2 separate regions of the Ovis aries genome follow, and region 1 is linked to region 2. A link is a contact called in public Hi-C data. All regions are on one chromosome and are shown on one strand. The core of a region is the stretch at or near the end of the contact, and the rest is flanking DNA. Distances in the headings are between cores, read along the strand shown. Region 1 has its middle 30 kb from the start of KRT17. Region 2 overlaps KRT12 (keratin 12).

The links. Hi-C and Micro-C count contacts between places; a contact is called where the count stands out from the background.
Region 1: a contact with region 2 is called in a Hi-C map of tail adipose tissue, with 3 times the contacts expected there. The contact joins two enhancer-like sites. A contact is called at or near these places in 2 of 16 Hi-C or Micro-C datasets (omental adipose tissue and tail adipose tissue).

What each region holds. Positions count from the first base shown.
Region 1 is chr11:41,608,597-41,614,824 of ARS-UI_Ramb_v3.0, reverse strand. No RefSeq gene overlaps it. Among named protein-coding and RNA genes, the nearest start is that of KRT17, 30 kb to the right of the region's middle. Within about 2 kb of position 2,829, at least 4 of the 54 cell types and tissues checked have an H3K27ac peak or open chromatin away from gene starts, as enhancers often do.
Region 2 is chr11:40,790,187-40,796,617 of ARS-UI_Ramb_v3.0, reverse strand. KRT12 (keratin 12) reads left to right here. Exons shown (of 8, transcript XM_012186076.4): 5 at 1-22; 6 at 135-355; 7 at 1,206-1,276; 8 at 1,747-2,223. The coding sequence ends at 1,844. Among named protein-coding and RNA genes, the nearest start is that of KRT12, 7.6 kb to the left of the region's middle. Within about 2 kb of position 2,982, at least 7 of the 54 cell types and tissues checked have an H3K27ac peak or open chromatin away from gene starts, as enhancers often do.

The DNA of each region.
Region 1 (6,228 bases), core at 1,580-4,079, 820 kb before region 2:
GGTCCCCTGCATTGGAAGTGTGGAGTCTTAACCACTGGACCACCAGGCAAGTCCCGTCAATTGTTATGCGTGGGCACCTTTTGGCTCAGGACTGTGAGCTCTGGGATGGGGAGACACATGCTCACCGAGAGTCAGGTCAGGACTGAGATTTGATCCTGGCCTGCTGCTTCCTAACTGCTCTCCTGCCTGCGTTTCTCCGAGCCCCCTTTGTGTTCCTGGGGGCATCATGGTACACACTTCTATACTACTGGCTATTTGCAGTGTATCTTGGGATCAGGAGCTTCAGCATCCCCTGGGAGCTGGCCAGAAACGCAGAGTCTCGGACCACACCCAGAACTGCTGAGTTCCCCAGTCTCCAGGTGATTTCAAGGCTGAGAATCGCCATCCTGAGGCCAGCTCTTGGTTGTGTTTGTGTCCTGGAAGGCAGGGGCTGAGCCCACCTCAGGGCCACCATACTGCAGGCCCCCATGACTCAGAGTCGAGTTAGTAGGTGAAGGAAGCGCAGGAGACTAGAGCTTTGGGGTAAAGGTTTGGGGGTGGGGCTTGTGTATCCCAGGCGCTAGTGGGAAGACTGAGTCAGTGGGAGGGGTTGGTCTGTCCACTTGGAGCTTGGAGGTCTGGCTCTCACTCCCGCTGGCCACTGTCCGGGGAGATACAGGGAGTCTCGTTCATTTGCATATTACTTGCTCGTGGTTACTTTGTCTCTGGTGCCTTTCGTCTTCTTGCAGGTGGAGGAGTGGGGGGCAGTGGTAGGTGGGGTTGGAGCAGGCTGGAATCTGGAGCAGTGGATGGGACACAGGGCCAGGATGCTGTGGAGGCCTTGGGCTGCAGACCCACGCCTAGCTCCTGGCTGAGGCACATCCTGGGAGCAGGTCTGGCATTAAGCACTGACCCTCTTTGGATCAGAATGAGTGCCTGCGAGTTTCTCCAAGCTCTGGACACTTGCTATGGGAGCAAGGCTGGGGGCAGGGCTGTTTCTCACCTCCCTGGCTTCCTCCCCCTCAAATTCCCCCAGGGCTGTTTCTCACCTCCTTACCTTCGCCCTGCCTCCCCACCAGGTTCCCCCGCTTTGAATGCCCTTTCCCATGCTCTGTCGCAGTCCCACACACATGTGTTCAGACAGCAGGATTCTCTCCAGCAGTGAGAGGACCTTGCAGACATAATGTTGAGCAAGTAAACATAAAGGGAGCTGTATTATGAGCCCAATCATGTGAAGCGCAAAAGCAGTCCTATGAGTCTCTGCTGTTAGTAATGCCTACCTGGGGTGGGGGGGTTAGTACTTGGAAGAGAGCATGGGATGGATGGTGGGGGGCTCTGGGAGATGTTCAAATTGTTTTGTTATCTGGGTGCCGGTTATACGGGTGCTGGTTATACAGGTGCTGGTTTCACTTTGTGAAAATTCACTGAGCTGCACAGAGATTATACGTGCATTTTTCTTTCTTTCATTCCTCTACATTTTTTTTAACTGATTTACTCAATATTTATTTTACATTTACCATGTAAGAAGTATGGCAATAATATAATTTAGAAAAGTTCACTTTTTGGACTAAGCATCTACACTATGTCTGTCCCTCTGATTATTTATATTAAAAATATGTCTAAGGTCTTCCCTGGAGGTTCAGTGGTTAAGACTTCACCTTCCAATGCAGGCGTTGTGGGTTCGATCTCTGGTTGGGGAACTAAGATCCCGCATACTCCATGGCCAAAAAACCAAAAGGTAAAACAGAAGTGATATTGTAACAAATTCCACAAGGACTTAAAAAATGCTCCACATTAAAAAAAAAAAGCTTTTGTATCCTGCATTGAACCTAGACTGGCGCTTTGTTTCTTAGATGACCCAGAGGAATGGTATGGGGAGGGAGGTGGGAGGGGTTCAGGATTGGGAACACGTGTACACCCGTGGTGGATTTATGTTGATGTATGGCAAAACTAATACAATATTGTAAAGTTAAAAATAATAATAATAAAAAAAAGCTTTTAAAGAAAGTCTATATTTTGGGATGTCTAGCATTCTAAATCCTCGAACTTTGCTTTTCACATGTCTTTAAGAAAGGAAAGTTTTCATTGAGTTCTATTTGCATTTTATCTATTAACAGGGTAATTTTAATGTGTGATAATAGCACATGGAGGGGTTATTTTATGACCTGCTCTGTATGTGTATTTTTTTTTGAAAGAAGACCAGATTGAATGTCTAGAAGAATCCTGTGCATATTAGCCACTAGGAATGCTCCTCTTCCCATTGGCAGCTGGTAAGGCCCTGGCTGCTCCATGGGGTTTTGGTTCCCACTCTTCCTGTGGGCTGGGGCTCCCTGACATCAGGCCCATGGCCATTCATCCGTGTCTCCTAGCCTGGGACCTGCACAGAGCAGGTGTGGAACATCTCAGCATGAACGTGATTCCTCAACATTCTTGGGGTGACCTCCAAGGCCTTAGGGCACCAGACAATGTGTGTGTGGGGTATTTCTTCTTACTGCTGCCCCCCAAGAAGGCCAGCATTAACACACCTGGCTGTGGCCCAGGGTTAGAAGTGGGCTAAGGGTGGGGAGGGCAGAAAGTGCCAGAAGGGAGAGAGGGGTCCCTGGCATGGGGGGCCGCTGCCATTCTGGGTCCTCAGCACCCCAGCTTCTTGCTGCTGCTCCCACTAGCTGGGGTTGGCACCTCCTCCTGTCTGGTATGTTCACCCCTCACCTTCAGGGTGTCCGGGCCCCTGCAGAGCCCCCGTTTCAGGCACAGGGAGTCTCTGATTTCTCTGGACTTGGCCCTGTGCTCGGGCCGCTCTGAACCTGCCCAGCTCTGCCTCTGACTCACCCCTGCTCTCCCCACCCTGCAAGTCAGCCCTCCCAGTGGGGCCCAAGTTGCAGATTCCTGCAGGCTGGCATAGAGCCCCCTCCCTACTGCCTGGAACTTGTCACTGAGGAAAACTGGGCAGTGGTCTGGCCTCTCTAGCTTCAGTTTCCCTTGTCTATAGGTGGGAGAACAATTCTGCAGCTCTGAGGTCTGAAGAGTATGGGGCATCTTGGGACCCAGCAGGGCAGGGTGCCAAGGCAGGCTGGGGGGTGGTTAGTGAGGGGCACAGCTCCTCCCCCTCAAGGGGCTGGGGTCTGTGTGGTAGGGTCAGGTGAGTGGTGGGAAGGTCTGTGCTGCTGTTCCTGGGATTCCCTGGGAGGTGGCTGGGGGTGCTAGGGTGAGCTTGGGAGAGTCAGGGGCCTGGGTTTGGCCCAACTTGATCCTTGTCTGCAGGCCCGTTCCCTCTCTGGGCCTCAGTGGACTGCTTGGTCAAGGAGGCCATTGGGTTCCATTGTCCTTCAGGCCCCTGGAACTCTCTCACATCCATGCTGTGTTTGAACTGCCCAGAATGTTATTTTGCTATAATAGTTTCTACATTTAAAAGATCGGGAGGCTTTTCAGTCAAATCCTGAGTTCCAGCTTCCTAAGTGGGCAGACGTCTGGCTTCTTCAGGATTCTTTGTGCCAGCAGCAAAGCAGAGCAGCTGCTGCTGGGGGGCCTCCACTCCCTGGGGACCCAGCCCCCTGCACTGACCACACCCCGGACCCTAGCCCTGGGGCATCTGAATGAGGCTCCCCCTCCAGCCTAGGGGGTATCCCTGCCCACGACCCTCTGCCTCCAGCTAGGTCAGCCCTGCGTGTACGTCCCCCCCTCCCAGCAGCCCAGTGCCCAGCAGCTGGCACACTTGCATGAACAAGCCTCTTTTCTCTGTTTTGCAAACTTCAGGCTTTGGAGGGCAGGTCTGGATTAGAAGGGCATTAGCTCATGTGTTTATCCAAAGCAAAGGCCTAGGTTTTGGGATTTCCGGGGCAGGGGAGTGTCCAGAGCCTGGGTCAGGGCCCCCAGAAGGTGTCTGCTTGAGGGAACATGGGTCCCTCCCTCCTGAGGTCAGGTCCTTCCCCTCCCCCTGCGATGCCCCCCACTCTCAGTATCTCAGCCTGGTCACAAGCCCTTGGAGACCAGCTCCTCACCTGCCTGCTGGTCTCTTGGCCTCACTTTCACACCCTCACCTCCAAATGCCACACTCATCGTGTTCTTTTTGGCATGGCTGTCTATCCACATCCTTAGGCCCCTTCCCCTCCCTCTCCGTCCTCAGCTTCTCCTCCCGCTTCCCCTGAAACCTGCCCTGCCCTGGCCCCATGGGCCGTCCACGATGCCCACAGCCTCCTGCGCCAGGCTGTGGGGCCTCGGTCCAGCCTCCCAACCTCCAGCACAGAGCCAGGCACACAGTCATGCGCATCTGAGCATGTGTTTCAGGATTTCCAAAACCGTGTGTCGTTCCGCTGCCCTGGAAATCCTCACGAGCACATGGTCAGTGCTCCCGTTCTAATGGTCGAAGCTGCCCTTTGTCTGCGGGGCAGGGGCTGGGGAGGAGTCACTGAAGGTCAGGGCAGGATTCTTTGGGCGGTTGCTTGGCCATTGCTGGGAGAGGGAGAAAGGGTAGCCCCGGCCCTCAGACTAGAGGCCAGGGGGCCCCCTCCCCTCTGACACCACTCCTGAGCACAGCCCTGGGCTTCAGTCTTCAGCCACCCGCTGGCACTTGGGGGTGCCAGCCCTGGGCCAGGCAGTGGCCTAAGCAGTTGTATAGGAAGCCCTCGGAAACAGGGCCTCCCTGCCAGCTGTGAGTCCCTTGCCCACAGCCCTGCTCGTGTACCCCTGGTTCAAGCCAGCTCAGCTCCTGGTGGACAAACAGAACGAGGGAGCCTTCTCAGGGACCACCTAGGCCAGTTTCTGACAGATGAGGAAACTGAGATCCAAGAGAGGTGGTGACTTGACCCAGAGTCCTGGGACCCTCTCCCAGGGCTGGCCCGAGTGCTGGATGGTACAGAGTCAGTCCTGGGCATCAGGACATGCCAGTGTCTGCGGTGCTGGGGCCCCTGCCCCCAGCTGGCTCCACCTGGCTGGCGTGTCCCAGAGCCAGCAGAAAGCTAGGGCGGAGGCAAGTCTGAATTGGCCCAGGTGGCTGCAAGTCCCAGCGGGCCCTCCCTGCCCGCAGGCGCTGGGAGCAGGGCCTGAGCTCCACACCCCAAATCCTCTGCCTTCCCTCCCCACCCTCGCGTTCAGCCTGGGGCCCAAACAAGGCGCGGAGCCAGCCCCAGCCTCCCTCCTTGGTAACCGAGGCACAACACCTGACAATAGAGACTCTTTGTCCTGCCAAGGCCGCACCCCACCCTGGGCCTGCATGCCTGGCTGGGGAGAAGCCTGGGGAGGGGAAGGTGGGAAGACAGGCAGGGGGAGGCGGCAGCAGGGCCCCTGAGCTTAGAGACCCTTCCCTCCCTTTTCAAGCTCGGGGGAGCCAGGGCTGTCGCCCAGCAGCCTTGGATAGTGTGGCCCCAGCCCCTTAGACTTGGTAGCAAGCAGAAGGTAGAGACGGGTCAGGTGGGTCACAGGGAAGAGTGTTATTGTTCAGTCGCTAAGTCGTGTCTGACTCTTTGTGACCCCATGGACTGCAGCACTCCAGGCTTCCCATGTCCTTCACCGTCTCCCAAACTCATGTCCATCGAGTCAGTGATGCTATCCAACTTTCTCATCCTCTGTCGTCCCCTTCTCCTCCCGCCTTCAATCTTTCCCAGCATCAGGGTCTTTTCCAATGAATCAGTTCTTCCCATCAGGTGGCCAAAGTATTGGAGCTTTCAGCTTCAACATCAGTCCTTCCAATGAATATTCAGGACTGAGTTCTTTTGGATTGACTGGTTTGATCTCCTTGCTGTCCAAGGGACTCTTAAGAGTGTGGGTCTGAGCAAGAAAGCCCTCCTGGGCCAGCTGGGCTGTGGGAAGGTTTCAGGGGGGTGGTTATGAGAAGACCCTTCTGTCCTGGTAGGGAGGAGGGCAGCAGGGCATCTTTCTTGGCAGGGGATGGATGGGAAGTTCACCAGCCCCCAAGGCTGGGGCAGGGGGCACTGGGAGGCTGTTCTAGCATTGTGTTTGGGGGCGGCTGGGTGAGCAGCGGGGATCAGGACCTAGGAAGTTGGGTGGTACTGAAGAGGGAAGGACAGCTTTTCTGGACTTCACTGGCTTTTAGTTTCCATGGCCCAGGGCTTGGGACTGTGGGGTGATAGAGGCAGACAGGGTCTCCGTCCCTGGGGAGCCCCCAGTCAGGGGAGAAACAAGGCCCCAGCCCTGGAGGGCACCTGGTCTGAGACGGGGGGCCCAGCTTCTGTTCTGGGGAGTTTGGGAACATCCATATTGGGTGACAGAGAATGGATGGAGTCTCTCAGCTTG
Region 2 (6,431 bases), core at 1,733-4,232:
GCTCCAGTCCCAGCTCGCCATGGTAGGGCGCGTGCCAAGAGATGCATCCAAATGAGTAAGACGGGCCATTGGCAGCCTTCCGCATTTCGGTGCCCTCCATTGTTACGTTTGTGCCGTTTCTCTCCCACGTGCAGAAGAAATCCCTGGATGACTCGCTGGCTGAAACCGAGGGCGACTACTGCAGCCAGCTGTCCCAGGTGCAGCAGCTCATCGGCAGCCTGGAGGAGCAGCTGCTGCAGGTGCGCGCCGACGCCGAGCGCCAGAGCGCCGACTACCAGCGGCTGCTGAACGTCAAGGCTCGCCTGGAGCTGGAAATCGAGACCTACCGCCGCCTACTGGACGGCGAGGCCCAAGGGTAAATAGATAACTGGGATTGAAAATAACCTCAATGGCTGACCAACAGTGGACACCAGATGCGGTTTAAGGGCAACAGAATCGGGAAGGGGTCTTTAGTTGACAGAAAAGAACACATCTGGTAAAGACCTAGGGGTTCCTAGGTGGCTCCACGGTAAAGAATCACCTTCAATGCAGGTTCTATTCCTGAGTGGGGAAGATCCCCTGGATGAGGACTTGGCAACCTACTCCAGCATTCTTGCTTGGGAAATCCCATGGACAGAGGAGCCTGGTGTGCTACAGTCCATGGGGTTGCAAATAGTCTGGCGCAAATGAGTCTCGCATGTCTAGTATGCCTTAGCATTATTAAATGCTCTACACTTTGCAAAGTGTTGTCACCATTATCTTCCTTGATAAAAGTTCATAAAATGCTGGGATGAAAAATGGCGCCACAGACAGAGGCATACTGCAGACGTGTATTAGAACAATCGGCCAGTAGAGTTCTGATTTTAATGCTAAGAACGACACATCAAATATCAGCCATGCAACCACCTTGAAACTACTGTAGGGAACTTTCCAAAAGTAACAGCAGCCTGGACTGGTGGGAAGAATTCAGGATCATAAATTGGGAAACCACATCTTCCATTAATTGTCAGTTGGCTTCACTTCAAGAACCCTTTTTAGACAGGGTTTGAAAACAAAGGTAGCTGCACCACTGATTACTCTCAGGATGCATCACTCCATCATTCTTAATCAAGAAATTTAGAATACCTTCTCTCATTGGCCACTTTAAAAGCCCAAACAGCAAATTCCTTCTTCCTTCTCATTCCAGAAAGCATCATGTGATATCAACTCCCTTGTTTTCTTTACAGTGACTCTCTGGTGGAAAGTTCTTATGTGACAGCCTCCACATCTCAAACACCATCAACTGATTCCTCTAAAGGTATGCAGATTCCCTAGGAATCATGTAGAACAAGTCAGAATCACATCTATTAATGACCAAATCTGTAAGATTATAGCAGTGTATATTTGAAGTATATTTGTATTTGGAGCCAAGAAAAAATATTTATGCATTCCTGCAGATAAACTGAGTAGTCTGCACAGGGTTAAAACTTTCAGCAAGTTCAGGAAGGGAAAAAAAAATCTACTCTACAAACAGGTATTGTGAGAATCGTAAACAATTTTTAAGTGTTTAAAAAGGAAATCATTTTCATTTGTACATAAGACAACACTGAAAACATTTTATTAAATAAAATGGATTTTGTTTAGAATGAAGAGGTCACACCTGAAAGTTTAAATTCCGTTGACTGTATCAGTGAATACCTAATTTAGAAGCCTAAGTTAAACAACAAATGTTAGATGAATATTTGAAGCACTGACTTTTGCTCTGTTTGTTCCATGTTTAATTTTTAGACCCTAACAAAGCCCGGAAAATCAAGACAATTGTGCAGGAAGTAGTGAATGGTGAGGTGGTCTCGACCCAAGTTAAGGAAATTGAAGAACTGATGTAAAATTTCACAAGATCTGCCCCATGATTAGTTCCTTAGGAACAAGACATTTAGAAGTAGAAATTATTCCTTTTAGAGTAAGATGATATATTAGTTCAATCTCTGCTTCTGTTTGTTTCATTTTCTTTGGATTCCCTATTAACTTTGAGTCTTTTTTTTTTTTCCCTTGGCCTTCGAAACAAACTTTAATTACAAATCATTGTGGAAATGTGGATCTCAATAGCAAATCAAAATTGCCTTACATCTTTCTGGACCTGAGGTAGTCCTTTAATAAACTTTATTCTAGTGACCTAGAACATATTTTTAATCATCACACCTTAATCAAGTAGTACTGTTTTAATAAAGTTACTTTTAATAAAAGGTGAATGGTAATAATGTGAAATGTGTACCTTCTTGACACCAACAATACAGTCAAGGGCACAGAGAGAGGTTTGTGAAATACTACTGATGAAGTCGATAAACACTGAGCTAAAGATGTTGAGGCTGGAGATTAAGTTAAGAAGATTCTTGGGACTTCCCTGGCAGTCCAGTGGTTGGGACTTTACCTTCAAAAGCAGGGGGTGCAGGTTTGATCCCCGGTCAGGAGCTAAGATCCCTCATGTCTCATGGCCAAAAATCCAGAACATAAACAACAGAAGCAATAATGTAACAAATTCAATAGACTTTAAAAATGGTCCACATCAAAAAAATAAAGAAGCACGCACTTAGAATAATTAACAACAACAAAAAAGATTCTTATAGTTCTTTCCTTTTTACATCAGCCCATCAAGGTTACAAAAAAGAAAAAGTATTGTTCACTGCAGGGTATAACATTTGTTCTGTTCATTTTCCAGCACCTTCTTTCATTCAGTCGAGAAACTCTTATTGAACCCTCATAGTGTGCCAGACTGGAGAGGTATAGTCCTTGCCTGGAGAAGCTCACAACTGAGATTGAGGGCAGAGATAGACATCTACCAGGAATGGTGATAAGCTGAGACAGGGTGGATAGAAGATCAAAGGACACTAGAAGGAAAAAGAAAAATTTGTGATGAGGCAACCAAAGACTTCATACAGAAACCAACCAGGCAGAGAAGGGAGAAAGGGAACAGAAGAAACATGTATGAAAGGGCATAGGGACATGAACACACATTGCTTTGATGGCCTTTCTCCTATCTGGCACCAGCAAGGCCCAGGGTGGGGTTTCTATTGGGGTGGGTCAGACCCACAAGTCAATAACAGATGTCAAGTTCTTGGCTAGGGCAGAAGATGGCCAAAGTCTAAGCCTGAGTAGATGGTGATTCAGACTGGTTCAGTCTGAGTTGCCAAATTCAAAACCCTAAAAGGAAAACACGAGCGAAATTTACTGATTAAGAGCCAAATCTCTGAAGCCGGACTGATTTCAAATTCTGACCTTAATACTTAATAGCAAGTAACTTAACCTCTTGCATGCCTCAGTTTCCTATTCTTATAGTGGGGCGGCTTTGTGAAAATTAAATGAGGTAGTGTACATAAAACAGTAGGAACAGTCCCTGGAACCTAGCAAGTACTCAGTATTTTTGTCTTATGATTGCTTTTTGTGTGTAACCAAAATCCTATGGAGAAACCAGGGGAACTGATGAGCAAGGCGTGTCAGAGGAGCAGAATGGAGAGAAGAGGGTCGTACAGGCCTGGAGGAATTCCAGTGCTGCGTGCAAAAGCCCATGGAAGGTTAGTTATTTGGTCATTCTCAGCTGACACGCTTCGTATGCAGCGTTCTGAAGTCACACTTTCTTTTAAATTCACTAGCGGTCTTGGATACTCCATTCTTCTTCCTTTATTGTGGATGGCAGCTCAATTCTCCAGCCCTCACTTTCCAGATCTAACTCTAGGAGAACCTTACTGTTCAGACCCAAAAAGATTATCAAGGTCTTCCCTGCACAAGCTCTATCACCCACAAATAATACATGAGGCTACTTTCTGGTACTCAAAAGTGGCTGCAAATAGTTACCGTTTTAAACAACACCTGTTTTGCTTACAACTACACCTGAATTGTGTGAGACTCCAAGCAGACTCCTTTGTTGGTGGCTCAGATGGTAAAGCATCTGCCTGCAATGCAGGAGACCCGGTTCAATCCCTGGGTCAGGAAAATCCTCTGGAGAAGGAATGGCAACCCACTCCTGTATTCTTGCTTGGAAAATCCTATGGATGGAGCCTGGTAGGCTACAGTCCATGGGGTCGCAAAAAGTTGGACACGACTGAGCGACTTCACTTCACTTCCAAGGAGAAATGGGTTTTGCATAGGTATAAATCTGGTGATCATTTCTTAACTATTATCGTAGTTTCTCAGCCTTCTCTTCTTTGGAAATATTTTCTCCACTGGGCTCCCAAAGGCATCACCTCCCTGGAGGCTTTCTCTGACTCTTCTTTGTGACCTCTTAGTGCTGACTTAATCCTGCTATCTTCTCTCTCTACTCTTATTCCCTAGGTGATCTCATCTAATCTCATGGCTTTAAAGTAACCATCTGTGGATGGATGTTAACTAGACTCATTGCAGTCACCATTTCCCAATATATATAGAAATATTAAATCACTACATTGTATACCTAAAACTGTTATTATAATATTGCTGCTGCTGCTGCTGCTAAGTCGCTTTAGTCATGTCCGACTCTGTGTGACCCCATGGACGGCAGCCCACCAGGCTCCCCTGTCCCTGGGATTCTCCAGGCAAGAACGCTGGAGTGGGTTGCCATTTCCTTCTCCAATGCATGAAAGTGAAAAGTGAAAGTGAAGTCACTCAGTCGTCTCCAACTCTTAGCGACCCCATGGACTGTAGCCCACCAGGCTCCTCCATCCATGGGATTTTCCACGCAAGAGTACTGGAGTGGGGTGCCATTGCCTTCTCCAATAATACTAGGTATCAATTATACCTCAGTGAAGTAAACAGATAAGGTAACCACCTATGTTGATTACTCCTTGTGGTTCCTCCAAGATGGCCCCAGGGAGCCTCACCTCCTATTACAGAGGCCCCTGAGCATTTTCCCCTCCCACAATGAATACAGCAGACCTGCTGAAGAAGTGACTGTATACCTTCCAAGGTTAGGTCATAAAAGCATTTTTGTCTGACTTGGTCTCTTGGATTGCTCATTCTGGGGGAAATTAGCTGCTCTTAAGGTAATACTGTGGCGGGGGTTGGAGGGGCAGCGGAATCTACCTTTCAAAAAAAAAATCAGTGATTTCACAAAATTTGCCACTAACACACCAACAGTGAACATCTCCTGGAACAGCCAGCAAATTCAAAAATCACAATACTATTCAGATAAAATCTTAGAATATTCTATACTCTTCAATTGGCAAAGGAAGCTTTAGGTTTCTGATTATTTAAATTCTCCTTACTCCACCCTCACTGCCAAGAAATGCAATTAGCAAGAATTCTTATCATGAAACTTCAGGCATCATTCACTGCACCACATGCCCTAGTTCAACACCAACAGGAAAGGTCCTTTTGGACTCAGCAATTAATCAATTGCAGAAATGAGAGGTCTTTCTTAAAGGAAAACTACTCATAAGAAAAAGCCCAGGTACAGGATCAGAAAACAAAGGCAAGCATATCATTATGATTATTTTAAAATCTAAATTTTTACTGATGTAAATTTTAACTTTTATATGCACATATTGTTGGGGGGGGTGCTAGAGAAAGGTCTGGAAAGTATTGTACATACTAAATTGTTGGAGTGGTTATCTCTTGGAAATTAATCAAGGGGTTTGAAGACTATTTCTTCTTTTGAACATTTTAAAATGCTTAACAAACAGTATACATAACTCTGATATTTAGAGGAAAATGAATTTAAGTTATCCAGAACAAATGGGTTTGCAAGGAGGTGAAAGTAGAAAGAGAATCATCTAGAAAACAACCATGGATTGCCAAAACAGAAGTCTTTAGGCTTTGTAAGAGTGCCACCTACTGGAAATTCAGGATATGAGATTTTAAAAATTAATCCTGCCATTTAAGCCACTTGAGATATGTCACACGCTAGCTAGGGGGAAAAATAACTAATCTACAGTGACATAGAATGGATCCATGGCGGTGGTTTACTGGTTAAGTCTCCATGTTTCCACTGCAGGGGGCACGGTTTTGATCCCTCGTCAGTCAGGGAAGTAAGATCCTTCATACTGTATGGCAAAAAGAAAAAAACCAGATCAGTGGTTGCCTGGGCTGAAATGAGTGGTGGAGTGAAGATTAACTGGTTAACTAGAAAGGGTCACAAGAGAACATTTAAGACTAATGGAAATGTTCTGTAGCTTGATTATGAAGATGGTATATCTATTTGTCAAAAATCTTCAAACAATACGCATAAAATGGGTACATTAAAGAATTGATGCTTTTGAACTGTGGTGTTGGAGAAGACTCTTGAGAGTCCCTTGGACTGCAAGGAAATCCAACCAGTCCATTCTGAAGGAGATCAGCCCTGGGATTTCTTTGGAAGGAATGATGCTAAAGCTGAAACTCCAGTACTTTGGCCACCTCATGCAAACAGTTGACTCATTGGAAAAGACTTTGATGCTGGGAGGGATTGGGGGCAGGAGGAGAAGGGGACGACAGAGGATGAGATGGCTGGATGGCATCACTGACTC